2 separate regions of the Muntiacus reevesi genome follow, and region 1 is linked to region 2. Evidence: chromatin contacts called from public Hi-C data. All regions are on one chromosome and are shown on one strand. Each heading gives the region's core, a stretch centred on a gene start, on an enhancer-like site or on the middle of the called end of the contact. The rest is flanking DNA. Distances are from core to core; before and after follow the strand shown.

Region 1 (3,438 bases), core at 204-2,703, 300 kb before region 2:
GGGTTACCAAAGGCTGGGGGAGAGCGCAATAAGGAACGACTGTTAACAGGTTTTAGGATTTAAGGGTTTCTTTTTGGGGTGGTGAAAATGCTTTGGAATTAGATAGTGGGGATGGTTGCCACAACCTTGCGAATATACCAAAAACCATTGACATACGCTTTAAAAGGGTGAATTTTATGTCATAAGAATTACAGCTCAATAAAAAATTAAGTTAAAAAAGAGGGAGAGATCCAACAGTGTCCATGGCCCATAACAAATGCTTGGTTCCAGCCCGGCCTGCCTTCTCATTATCATGGGTCCACACTGACTTGGGGAGGACAAAGCCTGTTTCTCCCCTTGCCCTCTCGGCCACCAAATCAGCGCCTTCCCCGGGGCCCTCTGCTGATAAATTCAATCCTTAAATGGAGGCCTTCAGACCTTGGAATCTTAACCCCTGATGCACTTATCCCAACCTAATGTCCCCAGAGCCTTCACTGGGGCTAGGGGAGAAGGAGTGATCCCTGAGCCCAGCTCCTGTCCCTAATGTCAACCCTACCTCACCCCAACCCCAATCGAGCTGAGGCAAGTGATCATTCTCTTAGGCCAAACACCTGGGATACTCTGCCTGGGAACCCAAAGGCCACCTAAGCCTAAAACCTAGCCTTGAAAGTAACCCTAATCCTGCATCTCACTCCATCCAATCCCCAACCCATTTCTAGCCCCAACCCATCTGCCCTCTTCATCCACAACGTCCCATCCTTAGCACTGCTTTATCCCCACTGGTGCATTCATTCCATTAACAGATCTTTACTGAGCACCTACTATGTGCCAGGTGTGTATTTAGAGCTATCACAATGAACAAGGTAAGCAAAATCTGCACTGAATTTATGTTTAAATGGGACAGTCAGAAAATCTACCAGGGAGCCAGAGGGACTTGATCATTTCAGGTTGTAGAAAGTGCTACCAAGGACCTGACAAATCAGAGCAGTGTCTCCGGGGAGGGAGGAGAGTACGTGGCGGGCAGAAGAGCTTTTGCTGGTCGGGAACCTCTCCTTGGAGGAAAGGATGCTGGAGCTGAGACCTGGGTAATAAAGAGAAGACAGGCGTATGAAGGCGTGGGGACAGGGGCTTTTAGGCAGAGAGAACCACAGAAGCAAAGCTCTGCCCAGGGCCACCCCTGAGGCCTCCAACCAGCCCCTGGTCCCAGCAGAACCTTCCTCCATGTCTTTACCTCAGAGCGGGGAACTCATGAGAGAATTTCGGGGCCCACAGCCAGCATGGGGTGTCTCCGGGGGGTACCCAGGATGGTGTTGTCACCTTGGAAGGTGTGAAGAGCAGACTGGGGGGGGGTTGCCAATTCCGGTCGGGGTGGATGAAGGTGGGGCCTGCCTGCAGCCTTGTCCCTCTTCCCAGCCCAGCCACAGCCTGGCCTAAAAGGGCAGACAGATAACAAGTCCTTCCCGCCCCTGGCCCCAGAGAGGGAGGGGTTTCCTGACAGGAAATTGACCTCCTCTAACCCCCCCTCCTCAGATCCAAGCTCTTGGCAGTCCTGCCTGAAGTAGCCTCAACACAGGACAGCAGCGGGGACAGAGGGACACTGACAAGGAGGTGAGTGTGCAGGAGGAGGGGAGTCACGCGCCCCCGGCGCCTCTGAATTGGGGGCTGGACCAGAATTTGGGAGATCGTGTGCCCTGAAGCCAGGAGAAGCTGGGGGCAAAGAGAAACTCTAGGGCCTGACCTGGTTGCGGGGGTGGGGGGGGTTGTCAGCCAGCAAGAGGCTGGGGGGAGGAAAGGGGGAGAGGAGGAGGCTGCAGGGCACACCATGGGGACTCTGACGATCCAGGCTTCCAGGGAGTCATGCAGAGCTTGGAAGCACCAAGGGAGAAGAGAGACACAATGTCATTGGGCTGGAAGCTCTCTGAGTTCAGGTGGGAAGGCTGAGGCCAGAGAGGGATGGGCAGTCTGCTCCGTCCCCAAGAGATGGGGTCCCAGAGATGGGAGCTGTGACCAGGGTTGGGATGGAGATAGAGCAGGAGGCGGGATGAGGCTGGGATTGAAGATGTAGGTGAACCTGGAATAGGCAGGTCTGGTGACCGAGTTGTTTGCGGGCAGGGTCTGGATTGGGGTTGTGTAGGACACAGCTGGTCAGGGCAGTTCCCTGATCATAGGCATGCGACTGGAGGTGATGACTTCTGCAAACAGGCCAGTCGGCCTGCAGAAGGTTCGGGGCATTGGGGAAAGGCTGGCAGCAAGGAAGAGGAGGAGGAGCCCAAAGAGGGAAGCTCTGGTGGCCAAGACATCCTGCGGGGGCCTAGAGGCTGGGGGGCTTGAGGGATCCCTCGGAAGTGAGTCAGGGGCCAGGCACCCGGAGGCCGACGAGGGGGCTGGAGGGGGCAGGATGTCGGAGTCAGGTTAAAGAGGTAGGTGCTGGAGCCAGGAAAGGGAACGACGTTGGGGTCAGTTTTGGGAAAGTGTTGCAGACAGGTCTGAGGATGTTGGAAATGATTGGGCGGGGGAGGGGTTCCAGTTTAGGGGTCTATGTCGGAGCTGGAGTAGGAATGTCAGATCTCCTTTGGGTGAAAAAAGATCTGGTTTGAGTGGTGCTGACTTCCGCTGGGGGGAAATCGAGGGCCCCTGTTTTGAGAGGGAGGTGGAGTTTTCTTGGGGGGAGGAATGATGGAGCCAGTTCTAGGGGATGACGGAGCCATTTTGGAGATGAGGCCTATGGAGCCCAGTTTGGAAGATGAAAGAGAATCAGTGTGTGTGTGTGTGTGTGTGTGTGTGTGTGTGTGTGTGTGTGTGTGTGTGTGTGTGTGTGTGTGTGTGGAGGGGCTGACACCAACTGCCCACAGCCACAGGGGTTCCAGGCAATGGTTGCCATGGTGACTGCCTCCCGTGGGGATCGGGGACCATCGAGACTGGACAGAGGCTAGGATGGTGTTTTGAGGAACAGGAGGCTTGAGAGACAATGGCTAAAGTCTAGAGGCTGAAGTCAGGGAGGAAAGAAGTGGGGTCACCACCAGCAAAGGAGAGGCTCGTGCCCACAGCCCAGCCAGCTCAGGGCCCCTTCAGCATCGGCCTCCTCCCAGTGCCCCTGCGCACCCCTACATCCAGTGTCCCGTCTTGACCCTGTCCCTAACCTGCTCCGACTCTGTCCCGGTTGAAAACAACCTATGTGTCTGGCCAGAAGAGGATGTGGGAACATCTGATACTTTACACATTTTGTCATAGTTGCACAGTGGAGTACAGCATGTAGCACTAATTAGAGCCACAGAGACAGGCATGGACAAATCTCACAAGTAAAATGTGAGGAAAGAAAAAGCAAGTTGCAGGGGATACATGCAGTAAGATAGTGTTTATAGAGAGTTTGAAACCACGCAAAGCAATGTGCTATTTCTGGGTACTAGTCTGGGTAGGCAAAGGGATGGCTTTCCTTGGGAGAGGGCTAGAGCGGGCAGG
Region 2 (3,748 bases), core at 459-2,958:
TGTGGGCCACTCCCCAGGGAACCCAGCTGAGCCCACTTCCAGGTCAGCTCCCCTCCAGCCTGGGATGGGGGATGCTTGCCAATCTGACTTCCCTGTCAGGGCGTCTCTGGGCATGGCAGGGGATGAAGACTGGGAGGTGTGGCCTCACTAGATTAGACACTCAAGAAAAGGGATGTGTGGGGGCATACCTGGTACTTCATCCCTGCCTGGATGCTGGTTGTGGGGGTGGGTCCCTAAACCCTACCACTGCCCCCAAATTGAGTGGTAAGCCTGGCACTGTCTATGGTGTCTTTAAGTATCAAGGAGCCCAGATCTTTAAGGAGGAGTTAAAAGACTGTATGTGCAGATGCAGAGGGATGGCTGGGATGACCTCTGAAGGATAATGGTACCAGAAAGGCTCACCTGGAAATGATTACTCAACCCTTTGTTGACTGTGAGCTTGACACCTTCCATCTGAATAGGAAACAGCTCTGAAGGAGAGAAAAATGCTGTCACACTTCAACACACACACCCCATCTCTCATCCCATTCTTCCCTATAGTCCCTACTCTCCCTTCTCCAGGAACCCACAACCAGCACACTGCACAAAGCACCTCATCCAGGGAAGAGGCAGAATTGTCCAGAGGATGGGCTCAGGACCAAGGCCCTTGCCTGCATCCAAATTCCAGTGCCACCATCTACTACTTGTGTGACCTTAGTCAAGTTATTTTATCCATGTCAAACGTACCTGTTAGTTGAAGATGCTCACCACATAGAAATACTGCAAGGATTTAATGAGTTAACACACACTGAATGCTAGAAAAGTGCTCAATAACCCAGCACCACTTTCACTACTACAATTACTCCAAGCCAGGATCCAGAAGCCTTGGGTTCCACCTCCAATGACCCATTGCTGACACTGTGACCTTGGGCCTCGGTTTCCCTCCCGATCACATAAGGCTGGCTTGGCCGATTCCTGGGGCACATGAGGTCCTTAAGGTTTTTCTGTACCGCTCTGGCGTTCCATCCTGAGGTTCCATCATTTGATCCCATCATTCTAAGCCCCAGGTTCAACGTTCCACTATTGGATCCCAACGTCAACTCCTAACGCTCTGTTAAGTGATTCCAATGGTCCGTGCCAATTCCCAAGGTCCTCAGTGCGCTCCTCCTTCCCCCGAGATCCGGGCCATCACACCCCTGCCAGGCCCCCAGCCCCTCACCCTTGCACTTCCGGTGGCACTCCTCGAACGTGCCCGGGTTGGGCAGGCAGCCGCAGGCCCCATCGTCCCCGGTCCCTCCAGAGCTGGCAGCCGCAGTCCCGGGGGTCCGTTCGGAACCTCGACCTGTGCCAGCTCCAGCGCCCAGGCCGCCCCCGAGTGGCGGCAACGTGAAGCCGGGAGGAGAGGGCGGAGGTGGCGGCAGTCCCACGAGGGGAGGCGCAGGCGGCGGCGGCGGCCCTGCGGGCGGCGAGCTAGCGGCCAATACGTTCCCCATGGTCGCCTGCAAGGGGAAAGGTCAGAGGGCAGAGGTCAAGGCCCGCAGGCTCCAGGCCGAGTCTCCAGCCAACACCCCCTAGGCCCCCCCCCGCTCAGAACCCCAATTCTTACGCGCGGCAGCGCCTCCTCCCGGTCCGGGCTCCGCTCCTACCCCGTGGGCCACGCGCAACCGAACCCGCTGCCGCCGCCGCCGCCACCGTCGCCCCGCCCCACCTAGCCCATTGGTTTAGAGGGCCTTGAGGTCCTCCCACCAGCTTCAGGGTCTGGCCTTACTATTGGAGTCATGGATGAGAGTTCCACCCACCTCTTTGGAACGTCCGTTTCTGTTGGTTCCCACTCGCAGACGGGTCACAGCACACCTCCCTGCCCTTCCCATTGGCTTGGGGAGCCCACGCCGATTGGCTCGCGATGCCGCGGGTTCCGGGGCTCACCCACCATTGGTCTGTGCTGCTCACTTTGCACCGCCCATTGACGTAATACCTCAGCCCCATTCCCGAAGGCGTCCCTCTTTCGACTCCGCCCGGCGGCGAAGTTGTTAATGATAATTGGTCGTCCTTGGCCCTTGCAGCTTCCTGATTGGCTCCTGCAGGTACAGGTGGTGTCGTAATCCATCTTGTGTGTTCATTGGCTAACGTGCTAGGGTCAAGGGACATGGATAAAGATGGGTTGCGCAGCAGAGGCTGCTAGGCAGCAAGGTCAGGCCTCGCATCCCACCAGGCACCGCGGCAAAGGGGCGGCCCCCTAGTCCGAAGTCGCAGACCGAAAGCCGGAAGTGCTAGCCCTTCCCACAGTGCCACGGGGAGAATTCTAACCCGTTATGTTAACTCTGTCCTGCTTCTTGTTACCCACAATACCTCTTACCTATTTAACGGGACAGTTGCCGTAGGCCCACCCCTTTCGTTACCCATCATGCTTTCTGTGTCTTTCCCCCAACCCTTCCCTCAGTCACTGAAGCTTCTATCTTTGGCCCATTCATTCCTATCCCATTACCCAGCATGCCTTCCGCTCCATTCATTTCAACTTGGTTGGCTGTACGACACTTAGCCCTTTTACGCCTGTTCATTTCCCACATTCTTTTTCTTTTTTTTTTTAAAGTATGTATCTATTAATATTTGGCTGCACGGCTGGACATGCAGGATCTTTAGTTGTGACCTGTGAATTCTTAGTTGCAACAGGCGGAATCTAGTTCCCTGCCCAGGGATGGAACCCTATCCGCCTGCACTGGGAGCGCAGTCTTAGCTGCTGGACCACCAGAAAATTCCTCCCGCATTCTTCTAGCTGTACCTTAATTGAGCATCAGGCTTTATCTCTATTGCTCAACTTGCCTGTGGCCCCTATTTCTCCCTTATTCATTCCTCTACCCCTGGCTCATTCATTGAGATCTATTACCCATCATGCCCTGAGCTCCTATTACAACATTATTCATAATTTTGCCTTTGGCCTACTCTTACTCATTACACCCCTGCCCCTTGTACTTAGTTACTGCTATTCCTACTTTGTTCCGTTTATTTCTATCCATTAGCCATTAGACTGCCGTTATTTTTCCTTATGCCCTGGACTCCTCCTGCTCCTTCCATTAACCATGGCTTATGCATTTTTGCTCATTATCCCCTCACTTAATTATCTTTTTCATATCTTTTTGTCTGTAACCTGTCTTAACTTCTAGTCTACTGATTCCCTCAAGACCTGGACCTGCCCACCCCCCCCATTCATTACCCATTATGTTCCACCCCTATCCCCTAAACAGCTCACAGAAAACACCAGTTGAGACCGGTCAAAGTACAAATTCATATTTTGTAGGAAATGCTATGTTAAAAAAAAAAAAATCACATCCCCTATCCCTAACCCAGGTGATCCACTCCCCCCACCAACCCCCAGGGAGATGCTTGGGTCCAATCCCACTGGGCTGGAGGAAAAGGACTCAGTAGTCTTCAAAGTAACAGCAAATTCTTCTTCCAAGACTGGCATCAGCAAGGCACACTCTGCATGAGGCTCACCGCATGAAGCCCTGAGCTGGGGCTTAATTCTCTGGAGACAGGAATTGGGATAGTGGGGGCACAGGGAAGAAGGGTCTGTACCCTGAGACTCCTGCCTGCAGGAGGGAGGAGATGGGCAAGTTCCGCTTTGGGCTGGGGAATCCCCTCCCTCCACCTTTAGCGGACAGGGTGGGGAATGGGTGAGAGAGGCTCTGCCGCCTGGAGGGCTCAGGTCTGAGCAGCAGGCTGTCCCCAACACCCAGCCCAGCAGAGCTATTAGGAATTACTGCCTGAGGAA

The links. A called contact is a pair of places that touch in the nucleus more often than the background predicts.
Region 1: a Hi-C map of muscle shows a contact between it and region 2, with 4 times the contacts expected there. The contact joins the promoter of EXOC3L2 here to the promoter of TOMM40 in region 2. A contact is called at or near these places in 2 of 3 Hi-C or Micro-C datasets (blood and muscle).

What each region holds. Positions count from the first base shown.
Region 1 is chr2:265,004,327-265,007,764 of mMunRee1.1, reverse strand. It overlaps EXOC3L2 (exocyst complex component 3 like 2), which reads left to right and starts at 1,453. Exons shown (of 12, transcript XM_065926300.1): 1 at 1,453-1,587.
Region 2 is chr2:264,709,037-264,712,784 of mMunRee1.1, reverse strand. TOMM40 (translocase of outer mitochondrial membrane 40) reads right to left here and starts at 1,708. Exons shown (of 10, transcript XM_065926283.1): 1 at 1,586-1,708; 2 at 1,199-1,478; 3 at 403-470. The coding sequence starts at 1,472. NECTIN2 (nectin cell adhesion molecule 2) reads right to left here. Exons shown (of 9, transcript XM_065926280.1): 9 at 3,262-3,748.